Regions from separate parts of the Mus musculus genome. Here region 2 is linked to region 1. A link is a contact called in public promoter capture Hi-C data. All regions are on one chromosome and are shown on one strand. The core of a region is the stretch at or near the end of the contact, and the rest is flanking DNA. Distances in the headings are between cores, read along the strand shown. Region 1 holds the start of Hoxa4 (homeobox A4). Region 2 holds the start of Vax2os (ventral anterior homeobox 2, opposite strand).

Region 1 (7,495 bases), core at 1,819-4,318:
TGTTCGGTCACTTTGAAACTTGGGACAGGGTTGCATTCAAGTGGGAAGGCTGTTCCAAATATATTCAAAATGATTCAAATCAGATTCAAACCAGGCTGCAAACACTGGGTCCTTCTCGCCCTCCCTCTCCCTCAGACTCCCTTCGACTCCATCTGGGATGCAAGGACATGATGAAAAGTTATTTCACTTAATGGGGTTTTAAGATAGCGATTTGGGGAATATATGCTATCCCTGCACATGGAAAGGAACAATTGTGCTTACCAGTTTCCCAAGGAAAAAATAGTGCTTCAACCCCGCTTGGGACTAGAGCCAGTTGGTGTGCGAAGATTAGCAGGCTCCCTCTCTGCTCCATTTCAGGGCATCCCATCCCCAGGCAAGATGCTGCTGTGGTAAACTTTGGCTTGTTTTCCTAATTGAGTTACTTTCTTTCTACCTTTCGTTTGGTGTCTTGGATCTCATGTTGAAGGCAAGAGATGCTTCTTAGGTTTACTGTTTTTTTTCCAAATGATTATTTGATTCCATGGGATTTTTGCTATGGCTTGCTTGCAAAGGGAGGCTGTGGAAGGTTCAGGAAAGGTACTGAGATTGTTTATTACAGCCATAAATCTTGCAGTAAAATGTCAAAATGTCGGTGTGTGAGATAACACTTGGTGGTCCTGGCTCCGTTTGTGTTTATGATAGGAGCTCAAAGACGTGTTACAGGCCTTGGGGGATTGTGTCAGCCCATCCTCCTTAATAGAACCTCAGGAAACAGAGTTAAGTCCTCTAGCTTAACCGTATACAAAACAGTGCCTCCTTAATACTTAAAACGTGGAAACTCTGTAGACCATTCTGAGGCTAAACAACATGGATTTTTGTGTCTTAGACTCTGTAAATAATATTAAACAGACATGGTTAGGACTCCTCCAGTGCTCAGGGTTGGTGACACCAGAAGCAGACTAGATTTCCTCAAGCTTTTCATCCAACCTGAACACATGCAGATATGCAGTGCATGTGTATTTGTATGGTCTGTCTGTGTGCTACTAATGTTAGAGATGTCTCCTGTCTCATTTGTGTACCTATTTTCTTGCTATTTTCTTGCTAGAGAGAGATATCAGTTTAAAGTAGCCACATCAGGCTAGATTTCCTTCCTCCAGTCTAGAGAAGATATCTAGAGATTAGAATCTTTGTTGGTTTCCATCTATGGCTCAGATTTTCATTTAAAAAAAAAATCATGGTGCTTCCTGTCAGTGGACAGCTCTCTTTACCAGCACAGACACCCAGTGTGGAAAATCTCTTTGTACTACTTCAGGATGATTTCAATAAGAAACTAACATGATCCTTTTTTTAACCTCTTTCCCTAAATTACTTTAAAGATTAGTCTCAATAATAGTCTTCATGTGTCTAAGCATTAAATGACTATCTATCAAATAGGATATATCCCAGTATTTAGTAGCTCAAGTGAGTAACAGATATGAATGAAGATAGAATGGATGTTCTTTCTGAAGTGTCTCTAGGCTTGGGTTATAACTTTCCTGGTCTGCGTTTGAGAAGGCCGTTGTTCTATCCTGCTCTCTGAAAAATCAGCAAGGTGCACCAACGGAAACTGCTTTGCATACCCAGAGGAGAGTTATTTTTTAGAATGGCGGTGATAGTTTGCACTGCTTTACCATCATGCAAAGGATCTAGGCGTGTCTGCTATTCAGAAGAAAGAAAGAGCACAATTCCAGGTACGAGTGAGGCATCAGTATTTACTTCAAAGATCAACATTAGGTGGAATTAATAAGTAATTTATTTGTTAATAATAATGGCATAATTAGTTTACCCATCAAATTTCAATTACCAAATGGCAGGCAACAGTCCCTTCTCTCTCCTTTCCAGAGCTACTGATATCGTTAAAATGCTAATTTTTCAGCAATCGCGGGCTGGTCTGTAAATATAGCCCTTGGTTTAGATCCTGCACGAGGAAACAGCATCCAAAAGGAGAAGGGAGGGAAAAGTTAGAAAAGACCGATTGACAATTAGACCAGGCAGGGTCTTATTGTATCTCAAACTTGTTTTTGTTTGGTGATTGTTCTGAAACGCGAAGTTACTGGATTCGAAGCCGGGTTTTGTGCAGGCGTCGTCTCTCTTCCCACTCTGGGGTGGAGGTCTCACAATAGCGCCTAATAAAGGAGGCACATTTAGCTCTCCTCAGCACCTCCATCAACTGCAATATAGGAAGGTTCCAAGTCTTTAAATGAAAAAATAATGTACAAATTCTGCGTCTGAAAGAAAAAAAGTAAAAATAAGTATCCACGAGGTTTTAGTGGATCGCCCTCGCTTGCTGTACTTCCTTGACCCGCTTGTTCAGCGGCCCTTCTACCCATCCTCCCTGTGCAGCTCCAGCCCTGGCTTCGCAAAGCAGGGACTCCCTAACAGCCGGGTGGATGTGTAGGGCGTGGACAAAGAATCAAAGGGCGAGAAAAATGGGTCCGTAGGCCTCCTTCGTTTTATTCCAGAGCTAGGATAAAAAGCCAGGGTCTGCCTCTTGGTCCCAGTGCCCTTCCCTCTCCTGGAGGGCCTCGAACCCTCGGAGGACCACCCGAAGCCTGGTTGGACTGGAGATCGGCGCTGAGTCGTGGCGACCAGCTGCCCAGAGGCCTAGGACAGACGTGGGCAGGAACAGGGCTCGAAAGGACCCGCAGTCTAACAGGCCCCAACTTCTCAGCCGGAACCCAAGTTGGGGGGCCCGAGGAACCCAAGCTCGCTTCTCCCACCCTGAAGGCTAGCAGCATCCATCACGCATCCCCCGCGCGTTTCCTGATCCGGGTCCGCGCGCGCGGATTTCCCATTGGCCGGATCGCAGCACGTGGGGCGCGGGGGCGGGGCGCGCAGGGCCACGGGGAGCGCGCGCGGGCGGGGGAGGAGCGGCGCGGACTTCGGCGGCGGCGACGGCGGGAGGGGGAGGGGCAGTCGTTTGACAGCGGGGGGAGGGGCGGGCGCCGGGGCCGGGGGGGGGGGGGGGGGGGGATGGGAAGCGCGGCGAGAGGGGGAGGGGCCTCGGCGAGCGCAGAAAAACGACACCGCGAGAAAAATTAGTATTTTTGCACTTCACAAATTAATGACCATGAGCTCGTTTTTGATAAACTCCAACTACATCGAGCCCAAGTTCCCTCCTTTCGAGGAGTTCGCCCCGCACGGTGGCCCGGGCGGTGGGGACGGCGCCGTGGGCGGGGGTCCCGGCTACCCGCGGCCCCAGAGCGCCCCGCACCTGCCGGCCCCGAACCCGCACGCGGCCCGCCAGCCCCCCGCTTACTACGCGCCGCGGGCGCGCGAGCCCAGCTACCCCGGGGGCCTGTACCCCGCGCCCGCCGCCGCCTGTCCCTACGCCTGCCGCGGGGCCAGCCCCGCGCGACCCGAGCAGTCCCCGGCCCCCGGCGCGCACCCCAGCCCGGCCCCGCAGCCCCCCGCGCCCCCTCGGCACTGCGCTCCCGGCCCCACCACCCCGGCTGTCGCGACGGGGGGCAGCGCCCCCGCGTGCCCGCTGCTGCTGGCGGACCAGGGCCCGGCGGGCCCGAAGGGCAAGGAGCCGGTGGTGTACCCCTGGATGAAGAAGATCCACGTGAGCGCCGGTATGTGGCGCCGCCGGGAGGGCAGCGGGCGTGGGGGCGCGGGGCAGGGCGCGGGAGGGGACCCCCATCTGGCCGGCGCTTTGGCTGTGGGTGTGTGCGCGCCGCCCGCAGCCTGGTCCTAACGTGAGAACCCTTTTGTACCCAGGGTCCCTTTATCCTGAGATTTACGAGACGCCAAACTGTTAGGGCAGTAATTATAGCCCCCATAAATTTAATTGCCCTGGCAGAGGCTCCCGGCCATGTGTCTTTGAAGCTTTTCTTCAGCCCCAAAGCCCAGCACCATTCTTTATGGCTCTCGGGTGTTTCCCGTTGTCAATAGCCTGTGAAACATTTTCTTTGCCTTTTTATGTATCTTGTGTGAACTTGGTGTCAGGTTATTATATAATGATGATGTCCGATTGCTCTTCCCCACCCTATCTCCTCTCTCCTCCCCTCCTCCTCTTCTACTTCTTCCTCTTTGGCCTTCTCTTTCGGGGTTCTGGTGTTCAGTCAACTCCAGTTATAACGGAGGCGAACCTAAGCGCTCTCGAACCGCCTATACCCGGCAGCAAGTCTTGGAACTGGAGAAGGAATTCCACTTTAACCGCTACCTGACCCGGCGGCGCCGCATCGAGATCGCCCACACGCTCTGCTTGTCGGAGCGCCAGGTCAAGATCTGGTTTCAGAACCGGAGAATGAAGTGGAAGAAAGACCACAAACTTCCCAACACCAAGATGCGATCTTCCAACACTGCCTCGGCCCCTGCCGGCCCGCCTGGGAAAGCACAAACTCACAGCCCACACCCCCATCCCCACCCTCTCCCTGGTGCTTCCACACCCATTCCCTCCTCCATATAATCTAGAGACCTGGATCAGTTTCTCTCACTTATGTGCCCTACTCATCTCCTGCTCCTGTCCTCATCTGCTCTTCCCTAAGTAAACCCGAGACACCAAAACAAAATCCAACTTGCTGGAAACCATAACCAAAAAGAAGACATTATCCCTGGTTGGTGTGACCCCTCCAAGAGGACGTCTGTCCTCGTCCTCGTTACTGCTTAGTGGAACAACCTGCTGACCTGGACAACTTTGCCAGGATTGGACACCTGTAAGAAAGCACTGGCCATCGACTACCTTTGAGTCAGCCAGACAGCACGTGCTGACTGGGGACATGTACTTGTATGCAGAAGAAGCAGGCCGGTTCCCAGCTTCCCAGCTTTCTAACCTTCCTTCCTCTTCTGCGTTAAGGCAGCTCACATGAGCTTTACTGAGTAGACTTTGTGGACCTCACCAGATTATTTAATTTTCAAAGTGTGTAGACCTTGATGGTAGGTGTGGCATGTAGTTTCCTCTCCTTGCATTTATTTAAGATACTGTTAGAGAGATATTGTTGTCTTATACTGGGGCACAGCGTTGGGGAGAGGGAAATGCATTTAGACTCACTTACAACTGTACAGAGAGATATGGTTGTATAAAGAGGAATGTGCTAAGAATAAACTTCAGTTTATAAGACATTAAAAACCTAAGAGACAGATTTGTGTGTGTTCTAAGCTTAAAAACCAAACCAAACCAAACTACCCCAAGCCTCCTCTTGGTTGAGATACTTGACCTAGTGCGCAGAAGCCTTGTAGACAGGGTGAGCTGGGGTCACATTCTAAGCACACTCACAATGTGTGTGTGTGTGTGTGTGTGTGTGTTTAACTTGGTCTGAATTCTTGCCAAGCTTGACCCACTGTGGAAGTGTTCCAAAAAGCGGGAAGGCTCTTGAGCCCTGAGAGGGCTCCTCTTCTTCCCAAACTTGGCCAGGCTTTCAGGCTTCAAGTCTCTGTAAGGCATAGAACCGTGTGTGTCCCTGCAGTGAAAGGTGAGACCTTGCAGAGCAGAGGCCTGGAGCTTCTGCAGCTGTTCTGTAGGCTGAACTCTGAGCACACTTGGAAACAGGCATTCCCTTGGCGTTTGCTGCACCTTCACACTTCATCTGCCTGTTTCCCTGGAGATAAAAAATAGTTTATGCAAAGGGTTGCGCTTGCCTTTTGGTTTTTGGCTGGTCTTAAGGTCTTTGCGCTGAGCACAGCTTGGGAATTTTTTGTTTGCTTCTCTGAGAAGAGCTTATAGAGTAAAGTGAACTTTCCCACCACACTCTCCAAAGCACCCTAGGAGGAAATCAGAAGCGTAATGATACCCTAAAATGCACCCTACCCCTACACAAGGTAGGTCTGGAAGAATTCACTGTTGGAAGGAAGCCAGACTAATCTGGGCCACTTTCCTCAAATGCTCTGTGGTGTTACTGTGCACTCCCAGAGAGCCAGATCTTTGAAAACATGAAAACTCATCTCTCAATCTCTGTAACTCTAGTATTTGTGCAATGGTTGAAATTTGATGCTCAGGCATCACACACACACACACACACACACACACACACACACACACACACACTGAATATGTACCTGGCCTTGAAACAGAGCAGTTTGGGGGATTTTATAGTAAATGTGAGAGAGAGAGAGAGAGAGAGAGAGAGAGAGAGAGAGAGAGAGAGAGAGAGAGAGAGAGAGAATGTTTATCTAACTCTGTAATGTTAGAAGAGATTTAAAACCATTTTCATTAGTGGGACAAGCTCAGCCACCCATGCTTCAGACCAGGGAAATTTTTCTCTACCCATAGATAATCCAGTTTTTAGAAAGAAGCAATGGGCTCTAGTCTCTGAGAGGCCAAGAAAATTCATGGGGAAGGAGTACACACCCCTTCCCAAGCCAGGAAGGACCAGGCATAAAGTGTGCTTTGTAAGGTGTGAACAGGAGCTAAGCATTTCTGGAGGCAATGTAGCTGCTGCTACAACTTATTAGCCCCCCCCCCACACACACACACTACATGCACTTGTAAAGCAAAATTAAATCACACTGAAAATAGCAATTTCCCCGGGAATCATTAATCACCTCATACAATAAATACTTCTTTGTAATTCAACAGCAATTCTGAAAGGCATTCTCTGGGAAAAGTCTTTGGAGGAGGGGGGGGGATAATGTAAATAATGCTTTCTCTCAGGCAAATAGGCAACATTTTGGATATGTGTGTGTGTGTGTGTGTGTGTGTGTGTGTGTGTGTGTGTATCACTCAGTGGAAATTGAGTATCAAGCCACAAAACCTCAATATTTTTTCAACTCAGATTTTCATCACATAAGGTAAATTCTTATATTTCTCCTCAGTGGGGAAGGACGGATCTGAAAGGCTTCCTGGAGATCATGGTAGGTAGGACATCTTTCATTTGTGCATTCAGAAAAGGAAGAGAGAGTCAAAACAGCTTTTTTTTTCTGCTGATTTGGGATAAAGTAGCATTTTTTTGTATTGACAATTGATAGTATTGGTGTTTTGTAAAACCAGGATTACTGAAAATGCTACAAATGATCTCTTCGTGGTAGGTATTCTATTTGTGATTCAGCCTTTAAGGGAGCTTGCTGTAACAGCTTAGAAAATCTCACTGTGCATCCCTAAAATCATTCATTGTCTGCCCTTTGTCAGGCTAACCATAAGAGTTCACCGAGAGGACAAATTTTCTATCTCATTAATTGTTTTTTTTTTTAAAGCAAACCTACTAGTCCTTCAAACCCTTGACCTTTAAAAACAGTATTTTGAGTAAGCTGCACCGTTCTCTTACCAAAACGACCCCTGCACGGATGCTCTTCTGTTCTCTTCCCTTTACTTCCCATCCCCCCTCAGTACACACTTATCCGATTTAGTCACAGAGCCAAGCTGTGCATGACTCTGGAGAGAAAAGTTTTGTCAACATCTGAAATCAACCTAAATCGGATAAGAGACACTTTAATGGTCACAGTTTGAATTAAGTACTTAACACTCTCCCCCTTGAAGAAAAATGTCAGTTTGCAGGCGTTCTTTGCTAGTTTTGCTGAAATCTACGATATACCTGGTGTT
Region 2 (7,495 bases), core at 1,585-4,084, about 32 Mb before region 1:
GCCCAGCTCTCTGCAGTCCAACGCTGCCTGGGGTTTGCTGCACAGCGCCTGCTCAGCAGGACCAGGCTTGAAGCCTGGAGGTCTTCCAGGCTCAGGGGCCAACTCCAAGTGACCATTCTCCTGGGTTCTCTGTCACGGCTGGCTGAAGGTTTTGAACGGCCAAGTCGTGCTCACAGTTTAAGCTATTTCAAGTTCAAGGTTCGGTCTTCTCGGGGACCCCCGTGGACCTCTGAGTACCGAGCGCATGCGTCCAGCTTCTGCTCCAGGGCGTTTTTTAGCCGAGCGGATGACTATCCGGGTGGATGACCGGTGCTTCTCAGAAGGATCTGCCATTCAGAGGCAAAGGCTATGGTAGGCTAGAAACGGGGCGTTTTGTTTGGAGACCTGCCGAGGGGGCAGCAGGCTTCAAGGGGCACTCCTGACAGAGAAGATTATTGGTGCCTCTTGGCATTGACCTTAAAACTGTGGCGCCTTCGCAGATCTATCAAAATCAGTTGAATTCTCTTCCGGGTTGCTACGGAAAGCACCAGGGTCCGAGGCAAAGGTGGTGGCGGTGGCAGGCTTGGATTACCAATTGCAGGGATCTGTGAACTACACTTTTCCCTCTTCTGGTACCAATCCCGCTCCACTAAAAGAGTCAGTGTAGGCTTGGCCCACTGCAGGGTGAGAGCAGAGTTGGAGGCCCCATTCCTTCTGTTGTCGCCTTGTTGATCGCATTGGTGATCCCCTTCCAAGACAAAACAAAAGGTTCTTCCCACACTACAGGATCTTGACCAAGGGACGGGCACAAGGGATGCCTTAGAGACTGTGGCTTCCTGGAGGAAGCCTCACTGTGGAAGTCATCTTGGTGGCACAGTATTTATGCCAGCGGCTGGAGACAACGCTTCCATTTTGAAGGCAGGGTGAGCAGACCAGGGGCTACCAGCTTTGTATTCTCAGAGGAAATCTGAGACGTTGGCCAAGCAGATGGTCTGACTCTCCTTTACCTCTAAACTGCTGGCTTTGCACAGCAGCTCATTCTCTGGGGCCACGATGTGTGTGTGTGTGTGTGTGTGTGTGTGTGTGTGTGTGTGTTGGGGGGTAGTTAAGAGAGATTTCTGACTAACACATCACACCAGTAGACAGAATCTGCAGGTCACTCCAGTGCTACCCCACTCCTTCCTTCCACAAATATTTACGGAGAGCCTGCAGACTGTTTTCTGTGACAGCACCCTGGATCCTCAGGCAGCTTCCTGAAGAGGAGGGAATCCTGGAGGCAGGAGGTGAGACAGCAGTTCCGCTCACCTCAGCCTCCAGCTGCCCTTGGCCTTTCCAGTGCTAAAAACCTCTCTCAACCAATGCCACACCCGGGCGTGGGAAGGAGGGTGAAAAGAAGTGGAGAGGGTGGGGTCATTTCTTATGCCCACATAAGCTCTCCTTTGCACCTTAGAAGAATTGAGGGGGCTACGTACTCAGAGGACCAGAGGACAAGGGTAAAATGTACTAAGGAGGGCTCTTAATTTTGGACAATGGGGGCTTGCCTTCCCCAGTGTTGGGTTGGCTTTTCTCATGGAAGCCTCTACCCTCAGCTGTGGTGGGGCTTCGAGCAGTGACTGACACGGGTGACCCTGCCTAGGAGGGATTAGCAGTAAATGACGTCCCCGGCATTTCAGGCCTGTAATGACAGCCTTGTCATTAAATGGGGGAGGGGCAGAGGGATTTACGTTTCTGCATTTGCTTTTTATTTCAGTCCAGTGGATAACTGTACTTGTATTTAATATTTCCATTATATTTTACAAATGTAAAGGAATTACCTTGTGTGGGTACATTATAAAAGTATACCCCTGAAGAGGTACCCGGCATGCGCGTCTCTACTTGACTTAAATGGCTCTATCCCAGAGGACAGAGGGCCACATTTTACTCCCACCTCTGCAAGTCTGCACCAGAGACAGTCCCACTGATGCCCACGAGCAAGATTTATTTGATCTACATAAAGGTTGGTAGAATGGAGGAAGATGGTGTTTGGGCGCATAACTCAGTCATCCTGACCAGGGGAGACGCCTATTCTTAATGCATAGCACTGGCAAGGTCCTTAGCCTAAGAGCTTAGGCTGTGTCTTCATTTCTGGAAGGCTTGCAGATTCCCTCAACGAAACTCAACTGGTGGTCGCTCCTTGTCCTTAGAACCCCTCAGATGACAAAAGGGAATTCATATTAACCCCAGGTAACCTACAAGTCCTCACACCTGCGGGGATTCCTGGTGGTGTAACTGTCTTACACCATCAAGCGGGTCCCTAGAATGGCAGTAGCCACCCAGCCTTCCAATGACCACACCTATTCCCAGGAGTGTTTCTTTATTCAGGGTCCCTGGCAGCGTCTTAATTTAAGAGAGCTTCCTGTACCTCCATGCCCTGCCCTAGCTGGCTCTCAGATCCCCAGGGCCACTCACATGGTGACAGTGGTGGTGGGGGTCAGGAAAGTTGTACTCCACCTGCTCTAAGATATTGACTTGGGTGACAGAAACCTAGGTTTCCCTCCGTAAAAGAAAGTTGGCTACAGGCCTCCTGAGGCCTGTGGGAGGCAGCTGGGGGAAGCCAAGTGAGTGAGTCCGAAACCCCAGGATGGCGGAAAAACAACAGGCCTCAGGCCTAGGATCCAGTTGACCGCAGGACCCGAGACTTCTTTCTCCAAGTGTCTACCTGGGAGAGGCCCAGACCCAGGATACTGGCATTGGAGGTTTGGATCTGGATGAGCGATGGCAGGAGAGTGCCGGGAAAGCAAGTTTGCTGCGGGGGTTGAAGGGGGATGGGTGAAGGGGCTCCGACTTCGGGTGAGGGCGGGTGGAGCCGAGGAAGAAAGCGTCGGCCAGGCCAGGCGGCCAGGCCAGGCGGAGGAGCGCCGGAGCCGGCGGTATCCAAGCGAGTGGGAAAACTGGAGCAGCGGAGCCGCGGCAGGTCAGGCTACCCTACCGCCCACCCAGCCATCTCTAAGCCTCAACCCACGCAAGGCTAGGTGCTGGGAAATAAGGCTGGGTTGAAGCGGGGACGCATCCGACTGCCTGCGTGGCCCAGCCTTCCTCAGCAGCTGCCCACTCGGGTCCCTCCCAATCCTGTCCCTACAGCGCGCGCGTGACTTTCTCCGCCCTTGCTCCGGGGACCCCGGCGCGGAGGCCCTGGCTCTCGGTGTCGGGCTTCTCCAACTGATTCGTGTCCTTACTACACCAACCAGCCCGGATGGGCCTAGAGAGAGAGAAAGAGAGAGAGAGAGAGAGAGAGAGAGAGAGAGAGAGAGAGCACCGGTCCAGCAGGACGAAACAAGGTCCAGCCCCCTGCTTTGTCCCCCGCGTTCAGCTCAGTGTCCCGCACACAATAGGCACTCGGAGTATTTACAGGATGAACTACCAAATGAATGAACCACTGTATGATCTGAGAGATGGACGTTGTAGGGATGTCGGAGGCCCCAGGAAAGGCAGCTTGGTGGCCCAGGGAATCAGAGCTGCGGCTGTCCCCTTACCTCGTACCAGGATGCGGCGGCAGTGGTCTGTCTCACCGAGCGCCTGCTGTCCGTCGCTGTCCCCTCCGCTCTCCCTGGAGCCCGCAGGGCTGGAGGCGGAGGTCCCAGCAATCTCCCTCGGACTCGCGCTACCTGTGTCAGCACGCAAATCTTCCGCTCCGCGGTGCTCTCCGTGACGCCCGCTGCGGCCACCAGGCTCCTCCCGGCGCTTGGGGCCGCGGTCCCGCTCCGCGCCCCCATCGCCCATGCCCGCCGCCACTGCTGCTTGGGCCACAGCAGCCGCTAGTCCTAGCTCAGGGTAGCAGGTCCCTCCCTGCCCCTCCCCACCCCTTCCTCCATCTGCCCCGCCCCCTACAGGCCCCGCCCCCGTCGGCGATTGGGCGCGAGCTGGGGTTCCAGGACTCTGGGTGGATCCAGTAGGCGCAGCGCAACGGGAGTTCGTTCAGGGGGAGGAAAAAAGGAGGAGGGAGTGAGGGGAAGAGAGACAAGGGGAGGGAAAGAGGAGAAGGAGGAGGGATAGGAGGAAAAGAGATATGTGGAGAAGGGGGAGGGGATGGTGTCTTCGCGCCTCCTCGCGTGGGGCGGTGTTTAGAGCCTGGCAATGGGAGACTGGACAGCCCCGTGGTACAGAAGACCGCCCCACACCCTCTCATAAACTTTATTACTCCCTACCCATTGGTCCCTCTCGCCCTCTTCCCTCTGTTCCCTATATCTCCAGGGAAATGCACCTAGCTTTCAGTCTGGCTCCGCTTGATGGAAAACTCAGAGCTCGAGGAGGCGACCCTGACTCGACCCGGCAGAAAAGAGGAGGTTTGCTGGGCTCCGGAACTTGGTGCGGTGGGGGCGACGGTAGAGAGTGGGGTGTAGGTCTGGGGTTCAGGGCACGCGTCCCCCAACCAAGGCACTCACACTCAGGCACACAGAACAGCCACTTATTGTGGGGATCCCGCGAGTTTCGCCAGACAAGCCCGGGAGGCGGATGCTGTCCCCAGCCAGGGTGAGGTGCGGAGCTGGACCGGCAGACCGCCAGGTTGTACTGCCAAGAGCAAACGCTGGGCTCTCCCGCAGCTCTGAGGTTGTCACTCCTGGGACTGACACCTAGAGAATGAGACTGAGCACGGGCTTTTTTTTTTTCTCGCGCTTCTGTCCTGGAGCAGCCCCTTGTTCAGTGCCTGCTCCAGACGGATCTCTGGACAGGAGCCTGTGTCCTCTTGGCTACACGTTCTGCAGAGTCCCGCTTCTGTTTAGACAGTGTCAGGAAGTGTGGGGAACAGTCTCATTGTATTTGACTCAGCTTTAAAAAGAGGTTTGGGGGAAAGATTGAGAAGGATGGTGTGTGTAACCGAGGGTCTATGGCTCCTTTAAAGGCCAGTATCCCGATCCTTCAGACTCTTCTTCCTTTCTTCCACTTGCAGATTTGGAATAAACTAGGTACTAGGGGTGAGCCAAATGCTTGGTGTGAGTCCAAGCCAAAGTACTTCAGGAGATCCCAAGATCTGGTAGCGGGTGTCTGTGACCACCAAGGGTAGGCTTGTGGGGTCTCTGTCTCTGAGGTTGAACAGGTGTTGGGTGTGGGGAGTCAGTCAGTGCCTTGGTCTGTGGTGTGTGTGTGTGTGTGTGTGTGTGTGTGTGTGAAAACGGTTGGAGATTTTGGGAGAGGTGGTAGATGTGACTTGGCGATTCTCACTGATTCTTGTAGTGCTGGAAAAGGAAAGAACAGCGGTAAGAGAGGATGCCTGCTGGGCCCTATTCGCAAAGAAAGGAGCGGGGGTGGGGGTGGGGTATGGCTTCCATGGTGTGTAATTGGCCGGCAGAGGGGACAGTGTGGACTGTCAGTGCCTGCTGGTTGTATGGAAGAGAGAAGAGGGAGGGAAGGAAGGAGAGAATGAGGACAGGATGGGAGAGAAGAAAAGAGGGAGCTGAGAAAGCACCAGCACTTTGCATAGTTAAGGAAACCAGAGAACTGGAACCCATCTGAGACCTAGGCAAAGTGGCCAGCCTTGTACTGGTCCCCTCCTAGCCTGCCCTCTGGAGGGCAGTAGGACTTCTCAGCAGCCCCCACAGCCCCCTCCCCCATTGACCACCTTACCTGAGCCATCTGCATTTATCTCATCTCTGGCTTTCTCAAAGTATGCCCTACATCTAGTATAGAAAAACAGAAGCGGAAGAAACTAGTGGAAGCTAGACCTCATACCCTCCACCCAAGCAGCCTCCCATGCCACCTACAAAGCTGTGTTTGTGCCGACAAAAGCAGAGTTGCGTCTTTTCACAATGTTTTCTCTGGTTGGTTTTTCCAATCAGGGTTTCTCTGTGTAGCCCTGGCTGTCCTGGAGCTCACTCTATAGACCAGGCTGGCCTCAAACTCAGAGATCTGTCTCTGCCGCCTAAGTTCTGGGAATAAAGGTATGTGCCACCACCAGCTTCTTTTCATGATGTTAAATCTTCACTTCACTGGTGGAGGAGGTCAATCAAGTCTTTTTCCAGGAGCCTTTTCTGGGCTCTGGTCCCCAAGTGAGCTGAACCATCCTTCCTGGAGAGGCTGATGGTTTTGGAGAGTGCTTTGGAACTAGAGTCTGGAAGTTCGGACTCTTCTGGGTCTCCAGGTGACCTGGAAGCTCTCAGGTGATCCGGTTCCTTGGTGCCACTGGTCTCTGGCCAGTCTTTGCACTTAGGGAGACTGTGTTCTTTAGTGCTGTCCTTGCTAAGGAGGTCTGGGTGCTACTATGTTGTTATTTGGCCAGTGAGTGCCACAGTCATGGTGGGTGGGTGGGGGTGTTGCCTTTGTCTGAAGGTCTGAGTGTGCCCTGGGAAGGGAGGCAGGAGTTTTATTCCTACTGTGTTCTTCCTGCTGCCTCACATCCCAACCTGACCATAAGCCTAGAGAACCTCTCTTCCAACCTCATCCATCTCCTCTTCCTCATTCTCCATCCCTCCCTTCCTCTTTAGGGTCTCAACTAGCACAGCCTGGCCTCAAACCCACAGCTCTGTAGGCTGTGATCAACTTCTGATTCTTGTGCCTCCACCCCTAGGATGCTGGAGTTATAGGTGTATGTCATCACCTTTTAAAATGAAGGCTTTACGCAGGGCTGGGGATCAAACCCAGTTTCTTACATGCCAGGCAGGCACTCTACTGAGTGCAGCCTTTCCTCTGAAATGTATCGAAGAGCCAGAGAAATTACAACACAAAGGTGGTGGAGCAGAAGGACTGGAGGACACGATGACAGCAGACCTGGAACCAGCTCAGTCTAGTTTTTGCTTGCTGCTTCCCTCTTGCTGGGGTGTGTGTTGGAGGGGGGATTGCTCAATACTTCATCCTCCAAGAGTCTGTGTTGAGCTTAGCCTCTTGCGCATCTGGGCTCTTTCCTGGTTTGGGAGTCCTCTCAAATATCTCCAGGGAGGTCCTGGGGAGCATATTTGTGTTGTCCCCAGAGAATCCAGTGCTTATATTTGTCACCACGTAGAATTCTACCATTGCTAAAGGGAGTTTGGAGTTTGGGGTAAGCAGGGCAAACTGAGTATAGACCTAGTCCTGGCTCAGAGATGAAGCAGACCTCACCGAAAGGGTCTACCCCTCACTTCCTTTCCCAGCCTCTCATCTGGGAGCCAGACCTCTGCACATGCATGCTACAGGAGGGCCCCTCCCCTGCCTATCCCATTCCCAGAGGGAGCTGATGGTTTCTGAGCACAGTAACCATGCTGGATGAGAAGGGGGAAGGTGGGAGGGGATTGAGTTCTCTGAAATGTCCTTGTGGGTACAGAGAGGTGCCAGGCTCCTTATGTTCTGATGCCTCACCTCCTCCTGGGTTAGCCCCTTCAGGTTCACAGAGATATTTAAAAATAGTTAAACATCCCAGTATTTGTCATGCGTAGAGACATACACTTTTCTTTAAAATATTTAATTTTATGTGTGAGTGTCTTGCATGCACTTATGTCTGTGCGCCATGTGTGAGCCTCGTGCTGGCAGAGGTCAGGAGGGTTGGATTCATTAGAGCTGAAGTGGTTAC

The links. Promoter capture Hi-C pulls out the DNA fragments that hold promoters and counts their contacts.
Region 2: a promoter capture Hi-C map of embryonic stem cells shows a contact between it and region 1, with 6 read pairs. The contact joins the promoter of Vax2os here to the promoter of Hoxa4 in region 1. A contact is called at or near these places in 5 of 39 promoter capture datasets (cranial neural crest, embryonic stem cells, frontonasal cranial neural crest and 1 more).

Annotation. Positions count from the first base shown.
Region 1 is chr6:52,187,276-52,194,770 of GRCm38.p6, reverse strand. It overlaps Hoxa4 (homeobox A4), which reads left to right and starts at 3,068. Exons shown (of 2, transcript NM_008265.4): 1 at 3,068-3,593; 2 at 4,083-5,089. The coding sequence starts at 3,083. The coding sequence ends at 4,429. All of the region lies in intron 2 of Hoxa3 (homeobox A3), which reads left to right. LOC115490409 (a long non-coding RNA gene) reads right to left here. Exons shown (of 2, transcript NR_168044.1): 2 at 1,711-2,246.
Region 2 is chr6:83,707,540-83,715,034 of GRCm38.p6, reverse strand. Vax2os (ventral anterior homeobox 2, opposite strand) reads left to right here and starts at 2,834. Exons shown (of 6, transcript NR_002871.2): 1 at 2,834-2,932; 2 at 4,210-4,301. Vax2 (ventral anterior homeobox 2) reads right to left here and starts at 3,796. Exons shown (of 3, transcript NM_011912.4): 1 at 3,492-3,796. The coding sequence starts at 3,738. It overlaps Gm32943 (a long non-coding RNA gene), which reads left to right and starts at 261. Exons shown (of 4, transcript XR_003956456.1): 1 at 261-351; 2 at 766-1,262; 3 at 1,787-1,975; 4 at 2,111-2,237.